Linked DNA regions of Ovis aries: region 2 is linked to region 1. The links are chromatin contacts, called in public Hi-C maps. All regions are on one chromosome and are shown on one strand. Each heading gives the region's core, a stretch centred on a gene start, on an enhancer-like site or on the middle of the called end of the contact. The rest is flanking DNA. Distances are from core to core; before and after follow the strand shown.

What was found. A called contact is a pair of places that touch in the nucleus more often than the background predicts.
Region 2: a Hi-C map of liver shows a contact between it and region 1, with 5 times the contacts expected there. The contact joins the enhancer-like site here to the promoter of PPP1R3B in region 1. A contact is called at or near these places in 5 of 16 Hi-C or Micro-C datasets (liver, mixed tissues, muscle and 2 more).

Annotation. Positions count from the first base shown.
Region 1 is chr26:24,331,908-24,338,910 of ARS-UI_Ramb_v3.0, forward strand. It overlaps PPP1R3B (protein phosphatase 1 regulatory subunit 3B), which reads right to left and starts at 3,379. Exons shown (of 2, transcript XM_012105852.4): 1 at 3,155-3,379. The coding sequence starts at 3,291.
Region 2 is chr26:24,469,879-24,476,916 of ARS-UI_Ramb_v3.0, forward strand. No RefSeq gene overlaps it. Among named protein-coding and RNA genes, the nearest start is that of PPP1R3B, 140 kb to the left of the region's middle. Within about 2 kb of position 2,708, at least 10 of the 54 cell types and tissues checked have an H3K27ac peak or open chromatin away from gene starts, as enhancers often do. A contact at or near this core is called in liver, where this site is marked.

The DNA of each region.
Region 1 (7,003 bases), core at 2,129-4,628:
CGGCCTGTTGGAGAGGCTTAGTTGAAAGCCTTGGTAAAGTTTCAGTATTTGGACCCAGAGGTATAAATGTACCCCTGCGATCCCTTTTATCACCGAGCTTTAAGAACGGGGGGTTGGGGAGTTGAGGAGGTGAGGCTGGAGTCAGAGCCAGACTCCACTGGCACTGTGGACTGGAATTAGCAAACAATTCCACTGGCACTTTCTAGAGTGGAATTGGTTGTGTGACTTTCTCCATGAAAGGCAAAAGGAAGGTGAACCACCTGGGGGCCCAGGCATTCCTCTTGGGCTCCGGCCCAGAATCCCTTCACTTCGGTGTCGCCAGTGCTAGAGGGGAGGTCACTAACCCCTGCGGCCTCAACAGAGGGTGCAGTCTGACTCTTGTCTCCCTTGTCGGTCCTCACAGGTAGATTCCAGTTTTTATTCACCAGATCATTCTCCAAGAACTGGTGCACCAAAGTGCTGGTGCGGTATAAGCCTTCCTGATCTTCTGCTCAGAAATTCCCTGATGGACCCTGACCACGATGACCCACACCCAGACGCACTCCTGTCCCTGGAGACATGCAAGGTAATCAGAGCTTCCTAAGTCCCTGAAAGGCAGGCACCTGGGCAGGTGTTTTAATCCTTAAATGGCATGAAAATGATCAGTTCCAACACAGGATGCACTGGGCTGTACTCACGCCCTCTCTTCTGACAGACTCTTTGGGAGCTCTGCCCTTTCCCTCGCCCAAGTCAGGTAATATGAGTCACCAAGGTTGGTCGGGGGAAAAAAACCAGAAGGAGATGTGGACACTCAACTGAACCAGCAGAGATGACATTGGACCTGGATACCAGTTCTTTGCAGGACAAGGTCATGAGACTGTGAGTAGCTGTTACTCAGACCAGCAGGGATTCTCAAAACTTTTGCTTCCAAATAGATGCTTAGGAGATCCGTCTTGCCCCATGAGAGACTGGACGTGTCTAAGGGTACATTTCAGTGTTTCTGGTCAAAAAGAGGACAAACCCTAACACTCCATGCAAATTAGAGAGAACATGGAGAGTTTTGCATAAAAGCTTTCCCTGTTCCACTAGTGACAAACAACACACCCTCTCAAGATAGCTTGCGAGGGTTACACGTCATGGTGATTTTTCTCTAAAGTCTATCAACTTGTACAGAAAATAACCCTATAACCTTCACAGTTTCAAGCAGCTGAACTACTGACTCTCTGGCTGTGCCTTTTATAGAAGGCAAATCTTTTTCTTTTGTATTGAGGCCAACACATTGCCTCCCCCATTCTCTTGCACCCTGATAAGAAAAGACAGAAATATCAGACACACCAATAACTCACCAGGAACACTGAAGCTACATTGTGAAGGTAAGCATTCACAACCAAGTTACCAGGTATAATTTTTGTTTTAAAGACATGGTCACCTACCCCTTTTGGCATTTCTCTATTTGCTCCCAAAAGGTTTGGCTGCCATAGTGTGAACAAAGTTGGCATCTTTCCCATGGTTCTCTGACCATGGGGCCGTTATTCACAGCCCTAGATGCCACTTGGACTCCTTTATTCTGTCACCACCATCCAAAGCATCTCTGAGATAAATATCTGTGGATGAAGTTACATATTATAGGAAAGAGATAAGTTAAAATGGCCCAGTGTCTGCATCTAAAAGTGTCCAATATGAAATATAGCGCACTGGCCTAGGACCGCCTACATGACGCTGTGGCACTCAGGGCAAATTACTCAACCTCTCTGGGCTTGAGCTTCTCCCCTGAGATCCCTTTGAGCTCTGACATTCTGGGTTGCCAATACTGCCTGATGGTTCTTCTTTCCCCTAACTTTTCCCTAAATACCTCAACTTTACTTTTGGGGTAAATCCTCCAGCTGTCTTCACTTCAGTCTTGGCTCCTGGACAACCCTGCCAAATGAACCATTTCCTCTTCTCCTCTGCACCCCAGCCTGAAGGCCTTCCTCTGGCTTCTCCTGGGCCGTGGGTCTCCCAGGGAGGCCTGGCCACACAGACCACAGGCCCCAACATCTTCTAGCAACTCTCCAGGTTCTCAATTTCCTCCTCTTCTGCAGCAAACAATACCAGGAGAAAGCCCAAACCTTCTAGTATGTTCTGGGCTCTCTGCTCCCTCTTTTGCACTGAGTCGCTTCCACACCTCTTTCTCTGGACTCAAAAGGGTGGCTGGAACAGGACACGGGGGCAGGCCAGGGCGTCCTGGCTTCGAAGATCCCACAGGTCACTGTCTCCTGGGTCCAGCCAGGCCCGGGCTGCATCCCGCCCCCAACACCTCCCCGAGATCCTTCGCCTGGGCGGGGGGGGGGGGGGCCCCCCCTGTGGGGCCGCGGGGAAGCCCCCTTTCCAGCTGGCTCGCCGCATCGGAGAACCCGGAGGGAGGTGGCAGGGGAAGCTGCCGCCACCAGACTACGTGAGCCTCGGTGTGTGTCCGGGAGGCAGGGCTTGGGCTGGGTTCCCGGAGTTGTGACCGGCAGGGGGAGGAAGACGACGAGGAGGAGGAGCCCTAGTTATCATACCAGGGCGGGGCGGCGGGGCCACCCCGGACGGAGAGGCGCCACGAGAGCGTCCCCGCGCGGCCACCTCGACCCCGCCGGCCCAGGACGGCCCGTCTGGGGGCCGGGGACCCGAGGTGGCTCGGCTCAGAGTGGCCCCAGCCGCCGGTGCGGATCCGTGTTCCGTAGCCCTCGGCGACCTGAGAGATCACCCAGTGTGTTTCCCTACGTTGTAACGGGCAATCGAGGCGGGGTGAGAGACGCCGCGACTTTCCCTTGTGCTCAAGATCCCAGGGCTCAGCTCTAGGAGTGTCGGTTCCCAGGCGGAAAAGCCTAGTGTCAGGTTCGAACTCGGCACAGTAGGGACCAAAAGTGGTCTGGACTCCCAGCCCCAGCCTCCCATCATGACCAGGACCCCCAACCGGTGCATCACGTGGGTGCGGCCAGGCTCCATCCAACCTCTGGTCCCTGCATTGCCCTCTCCACGAGGAAGCAACAGTTTCCTCAAGCCCTTCTACAGTGTCCCATGCCCAGAGTGTAACTGCAAGCTGGCCTGAGAAAGTGTGTGCGGCAGGAACCAGAGAGGGTCCCTGATGCGTGCCCTCGTCGCCGTTTCTGCGGTAGGGCACCGGGCCTTGCGGGCTTGCTGGGGGACGTACCTGGTACAGCTCATAAGCCCCGAAGTGCAGAGGCGCCAGCCTGCGGCAGCATCCCAGCCAAGGTGGCAGGGGCAGCGGCGGCGACAGCAGGAGCGGGGCCCGGGGCTCAGGTGGGCGCCCTCCGCGGGCAGCCGCATCCGTCCGTGCGCTAGACCAGCCCGCCCGCCTCCTCCCTGCTGCCCCTCACCTGGGACTCTAACTCCCAGCCGCCGCGCGGCTCTCTTTAACTTTCAGGCCACCTCTCCTAACTCGGGACCCCTTCCCAGACCCCCCTTTCCCGTGAACGCCCCCCGCAGCCAATGGGCGCGCCCGAGACGAAAGCCGTCCACCAATAACCGCGGAGCCGCGGTCCCCCCGCCCCCCCATCACCGCCGCGCCACGTGATAGGCTGCGCGCCCGGAGCGATAGGGCCGGGTTCCAAGGGCTGGGAAGGGGGCGATGGGTCACAATTTCATCCGAAGCCGGGGGAACGGGCGCCAGGGGGCAGAGGCACTTGCCTGCTGCACGGCATCCCGTTACAGCCAGAGGGCTGGACGCCGGCGCCTGGTACAGTTCCCACTCCCTAGGCAAAGTCCTAGCCGGGAAAAGTCACCCTACGCGCGCGGACGGGATTGCAGAGCCATTCACCCGTCCCGTCGGCCCCGCCTTTGCCTTACTCTTCAGCCACGGGGTTCACAGGTGACCGCTAGTTCCTCCATCACAAGTGGAGCCCAGGGGAGCCCCGAGAGAATGCCCAACGCGTTTCCCTCCGTTTTAAGTGGAGCCTTTTCAGGATCAGTATCCCCAGCTTCTAGGATACTGTTGAAAATAAGTAATTACTGAACACTTGCTTTGTGCCCATCACTGTCCGGGTGTCCTTGTGAATGGAATACAGTAAAATCCTTTTAATAAAGTTGTTATTGAGGCAAAGGACCAATACCCATCTCAGAATATTGCATATATAGTTGAGGGTTTCTCAGGTAGGTATTGGAGAAAGCAATGGCACCCCACTCCAGTACTCTTGCCTGGAAAACCCCATGGATGGAGGAGCCTGGTAGGCTGCTGACCATGGGGTCGCTAAGAGTCGGAAACAACTGAGCGACTTCACTTTCACTTTTCACTTTCATGCATTGGAGAAGGAAATGGCAACCCACTCCAGTATTCGTGCCTGGAGAATCCCAGGGACAGGGGAGCCTGGTGGGAAGCGGTCTATGGAGTCGCATAGAGTCGGACACGACTGAAGCGACTTAGCAGCAGCAGCAGCAGCAGCAGCAGATAGGTATATTTCCGAGGAAACTACCTAACTTGAATCTGTATGAACGGATTCAACCTATATCTACAGGGCCTGCTTAATTTCTGTGCTTCAGCTTGAGATCTGTAGAGAATGATGAGTTTAGAATAGAGTTTAGAAGCCCCTCCACCCATATGAGATCAATTTAAATATGCATGTATGTAGTCATAGATATCATCTCCTTGGTGACCAGCTGAGCTAACCACTTTAGGGATGAGGATCCCCGTTTTCCAGTTTTACTGTATTTTGGAAATTAGTATAGGATTACCAGCTTTTTAAAGTGCCAAGTAAAGACATAAACAAGTCTTACCATCTTCTGTTACCACCTTTTACTTTTAAAAGAAATACTCTATTCTGGCCTGGAGAATCCCATGGGTTTGCAAAGAGCTGGACACTACCAAGCACACATGCACACAACTCTTTAACAGCAACAACAAAATTCAGGAAGGGCCTAATCTCACAGTAGAGGCTAGTCCTTCATATTGCATATATTTAGCTTTATAAAAATTTATTATGTTGACCATAGCAGATGGGAATTTCTGCTATAAGAGATTTAAAAGGAGCTTCTAACTTTACTACGAATGTAAGACAAAAACACTGGTCCATTGCAATAATGCAGTTGGAGTCTTTGGTGCTATAGAGAGCTTCCTCAGACTCAGTCTTCCTGTCTGAAGGGTGATCATTAGTCCTCTTCCTTCTCTTTCAGTGGATAAATCTAATTAAGGACCACCTGGGAAATTAACTATTGGTAGGCAGTTGGCAAATGAAATTCCTATGCAATAATTCCTTTGCCAACTCTAAACACCCTTTTATTAGCTGATGAGAAGTTTGAAAATTTATGAAGCCAAGTGCTGCCTACATTTCTCAAGTGGAGGGAGCATGCTAGAGGAGTGGGCAGAGATAAAGAGCCAACAGGTATTGCAAAACATATGCAGGCAAAGGGTGATCTGAACCCTAGTGGGAAGGAGTTGGGACAAGTAAATACAATTTTATAGCATTTGGGTTTGGAAGCATCTTCCTTACATAGATCTAGGAAATCATGGGTAATACTTTCCCCTGTGGTTTAGGTGACTATTTCAGACCAGGAGAGTGGGGCTAAAGTTAGTTGTGGCACACCACAATCTTGGTAGGTAGGAGTGTGGCATCTAAGAATTTGAAAAGAGCACAGTCTTTGATATTGGACTAGAGCTGGCTTGCAAGCTCTGGAGAGCTATTCCAGGAGAATTCATATCAGTCCTGAGCCCCAGAACCTGAGAGCTGTACTGCCCCTTAGACAATCTTGCTTCACGCTTTCATTTTCTAGCAACAAAGAGGGAAACTGAAAATGGAAAATTTCAACCCTTTAGTTGATGTTTACCAAGTTCCTTTTCTAATATCTGGCATTGAATTGTAGCCTTAATTTTCTTTAATAAGCCTGTCCTCCTCCCCCAAATAAAAAGAAGCCAGTGGCTAAGGATAGCCAATGATCATCCATAAACTGCTCTTTCGTAGTTGTTAGTGGTAGCACTGTCTTAATCCTGCACTTGGGTTCATCTGTGACTTTTTTAAGCTGTGTCTTACACATTTGTTCATTTATTCTATAGTGCACTATTAACTAACTTAAGCCTAGGTGCTGGGAATGGAAAAATGAGTGATATATTATCTTACTCTCAGGAAGCTCTTAAACTGACAAATAATGATGTGGAATGAACATGTGAAAGGCAGATCTCTGGGAGCTAAGAGAAAGACTGTGTGTGTCAGTGGGGGAGAGGGAAGAGAGGAAGGTTAGAGAAGGCTGATTTTGAGACGTGACCATTGAGCAGGATCCTGAAGGGGGAGAAAACGTTTAGGGGTAATGGGAAAGAGAATGGCAGGAATTGGAAACGGCGCAGAGTTCTTCTATATGTTCCCCCAAAGAATTTCCACTCCATTGATTAAAAATCAGATCCTCTTTCTGGCTTAAATACTAGATAGTGTTTCCTTCTGCATGTGTTAACGTCAGTTTTTTCACTCGTCCAGAAAACTTTAAAAAATGTTGTTAATACCTTATCTCCTCCTCAACTTAACAATTTCAAAAACAGTTCAAATCACACAAGATTTTGGAAATCCTCTTCTTTCTTTCTGTCGTCTTAGAGTTCTAACATTTCTTCTCTTTGAATTTAAGTGATTGCAAAGTGAATCTAAATTAAAAAATAACCAGCATGGAGAGTCAGAACTAAAGAAGAGAGCATTCTTTTGCTTGATCAGAATAGAAAGTGGGAAAGACTGTTTCCAAACTGCTTAAGTCCATTTATATTTAGATGAGAGGCGTTGTTTGCACCTGTCAGAGCTGCAGACGCGCTCTGGGTGCATCATATTACCTGGGGCCCTCTGTCCCTCTTTCAGAATTGCTGAAGGGGACTTGCTAGGTCATGTTTTATGGGACAGGCAAATGAATACCAGCAAAGGGATTCTGTAAGCCTCTGTCAATGAGAATATGTCCTTAGCACAGAAGAGAAGATCTTTGAAAGATCTTGAGTAATTTATATGCCAAAGCTCCTAGAGCCCATCAGTAATTTACGTAGTTGAGAGTTTCTGAGTTTCTGTATGATGCTGATGTA
Region 2 (7,038 bases), core at 1,458-3,957, 140 kb after region 1:
TTGACAGCCAAGCAAAACTCAGAGCTCTTTTTCTCCAGTTATTGACATCCTTTCTGAGAAGTAGCACTTTTAGAGTAAACACTCTAAAAATTGCTCGAGTAAACACCCCCACACACACAGTTTTTGACCCTTGAGAGCCTCCTAGCCAGACTCTTCTTTCTGCTCAACGAAAGTGATGCCTGCTTGTCAACAAGCCTCATAAAACAGTGGCATGATAGCTACTCTGAAAGGGTCATGAATGGAATCCAACCACCTAGCACACGCTTCCTGATTTGGGGACCATAGTATCGACAGAATCTTGGCACAGCATCTGCCTCAGTGTGTATGGGGGAAAATTGATTAATATATTAATGCTTTCAGTTTATATTAACATAAAGTTGACTGGTTTCCCACTTTGAGAAATCAGCCTGATAGAACACAGAAGACCTAAATATGGTTATAGGAAAAAAATGTAATACGATCAACCTCAACAGTGTAAAAACAAATTCCAGCTGTCAGAAAATGAGAAGAATATGGGGAGAAGAAGGGTGGAGTGCTTCTATCTTAATCTCATTTTGTTGGAGATCAAGAGGCACCTTCTGTGTCAATTGGTGCTGCCACTATGGGAAGTAGTATGGAGTTTCATCAAGAAATTAAAAATTGAATTTCCATATGACCAAGCCATCCCACTTCTGTGTGTATATCCAAAGGAAATGAAAAGAAGATCTGAAAGAGGGACCTGCTCTCCCATCATTGCAGCATTTTTTTTTTTTTTTACAAAAGTCAAGACAAGGAAACAAGCTAAGTGTCTACCAGTGGATGAATGGACAAAGAAGATTTGGTGTATATATGCCAGAAAGAGAACTCCTGCGAGTGACAAGAATATTTCAGTGGGTTAGTTTCAAGTGGTTGGATAGTCTGATGGGCTGTGATTTCCAATTTTCACTGCTAAACTTTCAAATCTCATTAAAATAGCTCTTTGTTGCTATTTGCTGAGTTCAATCAGAAGTGATTCAGCAAATAAGCAGACACAGCAGGTTCCCTCTTGGCAAGTAGAATCAGGGACCTCCAAAGTAGACAACTGAGAAGGAAAAATGTGGTTTCAGAGCTAAAGCATGGTGAACGCCTTCCTAAGGCTTGTCTTCTGTCGATCTTAATTGATCTTTATACGTGAATGACTCTGGAAGGAAAAGAAGACTCTTTCTTCTCCCTGATGGTTGCAGTGTTTGCACTGGCAGCAGTCCGGGACGAGTGCATTGCTCAGGAGTTTGGAAATGTCTGTAAACGTCTGATGCAACCTGGTGTCCTGAAGAACATTAATTTTTAAAAAAAGTTCTGGACTAGGAAGTGTCGCTTTTAGATTTAGAGCTGCCTTTAATCCCCTCGCTGGCCCTTACCTAGGTTTTTTAAAGTTTTTCTTAGCATTTGGCCAGAAGAATCATGAGGAAAACACTGCAACGGCTCCAAATTTATTGCATGTCTCCCAGGGGCAAGGGACCATGTTTGTGCTAAGTCAGATGGAGTAGTCTCTCAAGTGGCTCTCAATCTAAAGTGGGATGGGGCTCTGAGAACTATAACTCAAGGTCCAAAGAAAGAAGGACCCTGAGAAATGCACGGTAAGGACAAGTCCTACAGAAAGAGCTAAAGTTCCACTTGCTCCTTCTGATAAGACCTGCAGATTTCCAACGTGGATGTGTCTAAGGACCCCCGTGATAGTGACAGAGGGAGATGAGGCAGCTTTGGGGTGATCGGAGGAGATGGGGACTTGTATGAGAATGCAGGGGGAGACTGGCCTTTAGGGTTGGCTGGGTTTTTTTAATTTTTTTTTTATGTGGATGGACCATTTTTAAAGTCTTTATAGAATTTGTTACAATATTGCTTCTGGATTATGTTTTGGATTTTTGGCCTCTAGGCATGTGGAACCTTAGGTCCCTGACCAGGGATTGAACACACACCCCCTTCGTTGGACAGTGAAGTCATAACCCCTGGACCACCAGGGAAGCGTCTGGCCATAGGCTTGAGTCATTGTGGAAACAGGACCTGAGAGGGCCAATCAAAGGCAGATGTAAAGAGAGCCAGCCCCTCAGTGCAGTGACCTCCCCTCCCAGACCTGGACCTCCTGCCTTTGGTCTTCGTGTGTATCTCGAGTGTGCTCAGGCTCTGACTTGGTCAGCGGGGACACATTCCTGCCTGTCTTCATCTTGTCACCTTCTCCTCCCTCCCGAGGAGCCAGGTCTCTGCCTAGTAGGAACTCAATTACTCAGTGACCCGAGTCACCAAGTTGGCAATGGCTGCACAGATTTGCCTCTTAACAACCTGTCTCTAAGAATGCACCCTGTCTCTCCACAGGAGACCAGCAGGAAGACATTTGAAGGCTTGGACGTGCAGTCCAGCCTCTGACCATTTGTGTCCAAACTTCCTAAATCCACCCCGACAGGCAGCCAGCCTACCGTCAGCCCCTCCTGCCTGTGGGTGACTCAGAGACCCATCCCATGAGTGTCTCTACCTTGGTAGCATTCAAGAGGATTAAGGTCTGAATTAAGGGCACAAAGTCCCTCTTCTCTTCAGCCCCAGGGCGGCGGGGTGGGGTAGGGTGGGAGGGGGCTCCTAGCATCGGGGAGACCTGGCCCGGCATCAGCAAAGAGAACAAGCCGCTACTCAGGCTGGCCGGCTGTTTACACCAGGGACACAGGCCCCACACCAGCTGCCCGGGTTTGTGGCTGCTGACAGGCCTGGGGGATAATGTGGGCATTCATCCCCCCAGCTGCTCTGCACAGCGTGCACTCGGGGCACATAGGGGAGCGAATGGTGGGGAGAGGGAAAGAAGGAGCAGGCGTCCGACTGCAGGGCCCTATTGGCTCCAAGCAAAGCCATGGGATGCTGGGGAGGATGCATGCTCTTGCCTGACCTGCCAAAATCTCTAACGAGGCTAGTTAAACATTCCCAGCATTTCCAAATCATCTTCATGATAATTTCCCCCAATGAGCTGCCTGCTAAGAAAGGGTGGACAGACCCAGTACCCTCAAACCGATTTGGATGCAATTCAACCTTCTTTTCCGCCCCCTGTGAAGATGAGCTGGGTCAGTGATTCTGTGATTTTCTGATAAGAGTCCTGGGTGGGAAATGAGGAGAACTGGCCTCGGCACTGTGACCATGACCTCGGTGTAGTTATGTAACTGTTCCAAGCTTCTGTGTCCTCACCGTTAAAATGGACATGTAAATGGCTGCCCTACCTACTTCCCAGGGTGGCTGTAAGGATGCAATGAAAGAACAGCCATAATTCATGCCATACATGACAGACCAAGAAGGCCTCGAAACCCAGGGTGGGCAAGCTTTTCTGCAAAGAACCAGGTGGTAAATATTTCTGACTTTGTATATCATGTAAGGTATCATGTAAGGCCTCTATTGCATGGTCTTGTGTATGTTTGTGTGTGTGTGTGTGTGTGTGTGTGTGTGTGTGTGTGGTTTTTTAAAAAAAAAAAAAAACCTTTAAAAATGCAAAAATTATTCTCAGCTCCTGGCCTGCAGACACACACAAAACAAACAAACAAACAAACAAAAATCCTGGTTTGCAAACCTCTGATCGAGACAAACTGCAGGTGAGGACTGGAAGCAGGATCAGCCTTCAGTGGCTGTGAAAAATCTAAATATAAATAAATATTAATAAATATATATGGATAGTCTGTGAAAGTGATTGTCGCTCAGTTGCATCTAACTCTGCAACCCATGGTCAGTAGTCTGCCAGGCTCTTTCGTCCATGGAATTCTCCAAGCAAGAATACTGCAGTAGGTTGCCATTCCCTTCTCCAGGGGATCATCCCAACCCAGGGATCGAACCAGGGTCTTCTGCATTGCAGGCAGATTCTTTACCATCTGATCCACCACGGAAACCCTGGATAGTCTGTGAATATAAATAAATATACATCTAGGAGTTCTTAAACAAGATGGTCAATGGGCTTGGGTTCAATTTATTTCACTAATAGGGGGCGACAAGTCAGAAAATACTATGAGGATGTTTATTTATTTGATAGTCTGTGAATATAAATAAATAAATATCCTCATGGTATTTTCTGACTTGTTCATTTCAGTCACTCAGTCATGTCTGACTCTAAAGAACCAATCAAACTAAAGACAAGTTCTGTGTTACTTGGAAGAGTTGTAACCTCTGCAGCCCACATTCCCACCTATTGAAACAACGGAGGCATAACACTTGCCTTGCCCATCTCCCAGAGTCCTTAAGGTAAAATAAAACAGCTTCCATCCATATATGTGTGTGTGTGTTAGCATCAGTCATGTCTGGCTCTATGGGACCCCATGGACCGTAACCCACCAGGCTCCTCTGTCCATGGGATTCTGCAGACATGAATACTGGAGTGGATTGCCATGCCTCCTCCAGCCCATCCATACCGTACTAATTTCTATGTAAGTTTTAAACTCCAGGGTAGTGTGTTTTCATCTTTTAACCTTCAAAATTATTCAAGCCAGTGACTTAACACTTAGCTCAGTCCAGTTCAGTCGCTCAGTCGTGTCTGACTCTTTGCGACCCCATGGACTGCAGTATGCCAGGCTTCCCTGTCCATCACTAACTCCCAGAGTTTGCTCAGACTCATGTTCATCGAATTGGTGATGCCATCCAACCATCTCATCCTCTGTCATCCCCTTCTCCTCCTGCCTTTAATCTTTCCTAGCATCAGGGTCTTTTCTAATGAGTCAGTTCTTTACATCAAGTGGCCAAATTATTGGAGCTTCAGCTTCAGCATCACTTGTGGCCCCTATTATAAAATAACTTGAACCCCAGCCCATGGGTCATCTTGTTCAAGAGCTCCTGGAATATCTTGCCATTTACTGAACTATTTGTTGTCTAGACTGGAGTATCCATGCTCACTGCTTAGTCGTCTTAAACTGGAGGCCAACCTTCAGCCTCAAGTTGGCCCAAGAGGTTCATTGGGTCCTCATGATGAGACCCAGAGCAGACCACCCTGCCTCCCCACCCAGTGCTGCTTGGGTGCAGCTCCTGCAAGATGAATGGTTAAGACCTTTATTTGGGGACCACTACTGCCCAGGTAAGAGGCAATTAATGTTACCTGCGACAATGAGCACATCAACAGTACTTTGTTGATGATGGGCTTTTAAGTTGTATCCTACTTCTCCCATAATACTCTAATAAGGTAAGCTGGCTTTGTCATTGTCATCTACAAAGGGGAATATTGAAACATAGTGTTCAAGGCACTAACATCCATTTTCATGGGGCGCTGGTTTCTGGCTCTTTCTCTCTCTGGTGAAGGGTCACATCCCTGTTTCTCCATGTATGTCTCTTTTTATGTTTCCTTGTCCTCATTCCTTGTTTAAGAATATTAGAAGAGGCTCAGAATGAAGCCAGGATGAAAACAGGAGAGAACAAAGAGTCTGTCTCATGGTCTGCACTTGTAAAGAATTTTCTAAAAGAAACGGCAGATCGGTACCACGATCTAGACTAGAATAATAAAAGCAGCCAGATTCAGATATACCCATGCAAGAGGCAGCACTGATGTAATAAACGTTGCTTTTGTTCATACTGTGTGAAAATGTGATGAAATAAATGCAGCACTTTAGAACAAGGGACTTAGATAGAAGAACCTTCTTTTTCTTTTTTTTTCCTACTTCTACTTCATACCTTCTGTCTTTTTTTTAACTTTTTTTTTAATTGGAATATAATTGCATTACAATTTGTTGTGCTAGTTTCTGCTGTACAACAATGTGAATCAGCCCCAAGAATACACATATCCCCTCCCTCTTGAGCTTCCCTCCCAGTCCCCCATCCCACCCCTCTAGGTCATCACATAGCACTTAGTTAAGCACCTATGCTTTGCAGCAGCTTCCCATTAGCTATCTGGGTTACATATGTGCTTGGTCACTCAATCGTGTCCAGCTCTTTGTGACCCCATGGACTGTAGCCTGCCAGACACCTCTGTCCATGGGGATTCTCCAGGCAAGAGTCCTGGAGTGAGTTGCCATGCCCTTCTCCAGGGGATCTTCCCAACCCACGGATCGAACCCAGGTCTCTGGCATTGCAGGCGGATGCTTTACCAGCTGAGCCCCAGGGAAGCCCCATGTGCTACACATGGTAGAACATAAATGTCAGTGCCGCTCTCTCAGTTTGTCCCACGCTGGGTCCGTAAGTCCATTCTCACATTTGCGTCTCTATTCTTGCCCTGCAAATAGGTTCATCAGTACCATCTTTCTAGATTACATATATATGTATTAATATACCTTTCTTTTTTTAGCTCAACCAGAAAAAGGAATGAAATTGAGTCAGTTGTAGTGATGTGAATGAACCTTGTACCTTCTTTTGACAAGAAGGGCTATGTGAGCCAGAAAGGGTGGGAGCTTTTCAGGAAGATGGCTGGTGTACAGAGCTGAGCCCGGCACTGCAGATTCTGACTCCGGACCAGCTTATTGTCTGCCACATCCTGTGTTTCCCAAGGTGTCAGCTGCCCCCATGGCCACATCCCTGCAGGGCTACACTTCACGTTTGTTATTTCATTGTTGTGATCTTGAGAAATCTTTTCCCACTGCAGATGAAGAGCACTGTCATTTCTAACTGGACGCAATGTTCTTCCTCTGAATGATTATTTCATTCTGTTAGTGCATAGAGCTAGAAGGTCAACACTACCCTTCCACTGCACTGAGTAAAAGTTCTATTCTGCAGAGGAAAGTTCTAGTCTTTGAATTTAGACCACTCAGACATGGACCAAAGATCTTACAAATGTCTGACCCCGATCACAAGAGGGAGAGCATGGGTGGTTCAGGGTAAGTTTGGCATCCTCCTGGGAAAAACAACCCAAAGGACCCATCGTAGAGATGGTGACCATCTGTACCATTTTCACACATGAAGGAAAACCTTTAGAAATGAAAACCTAGCTCAAGACCCAGCCGAAGTAGTCCTCATTAGGCCTTTTCCTTTCCCTATTCTCCTTTTGTGCAAACTGTGATGATAGATATGTCTCTCCAGAAGTTATTTATTTATGAGTCTACCTTTTCCACTGGCCTATAAGCTCCTGATCTGTTGGGGCTCTGATTA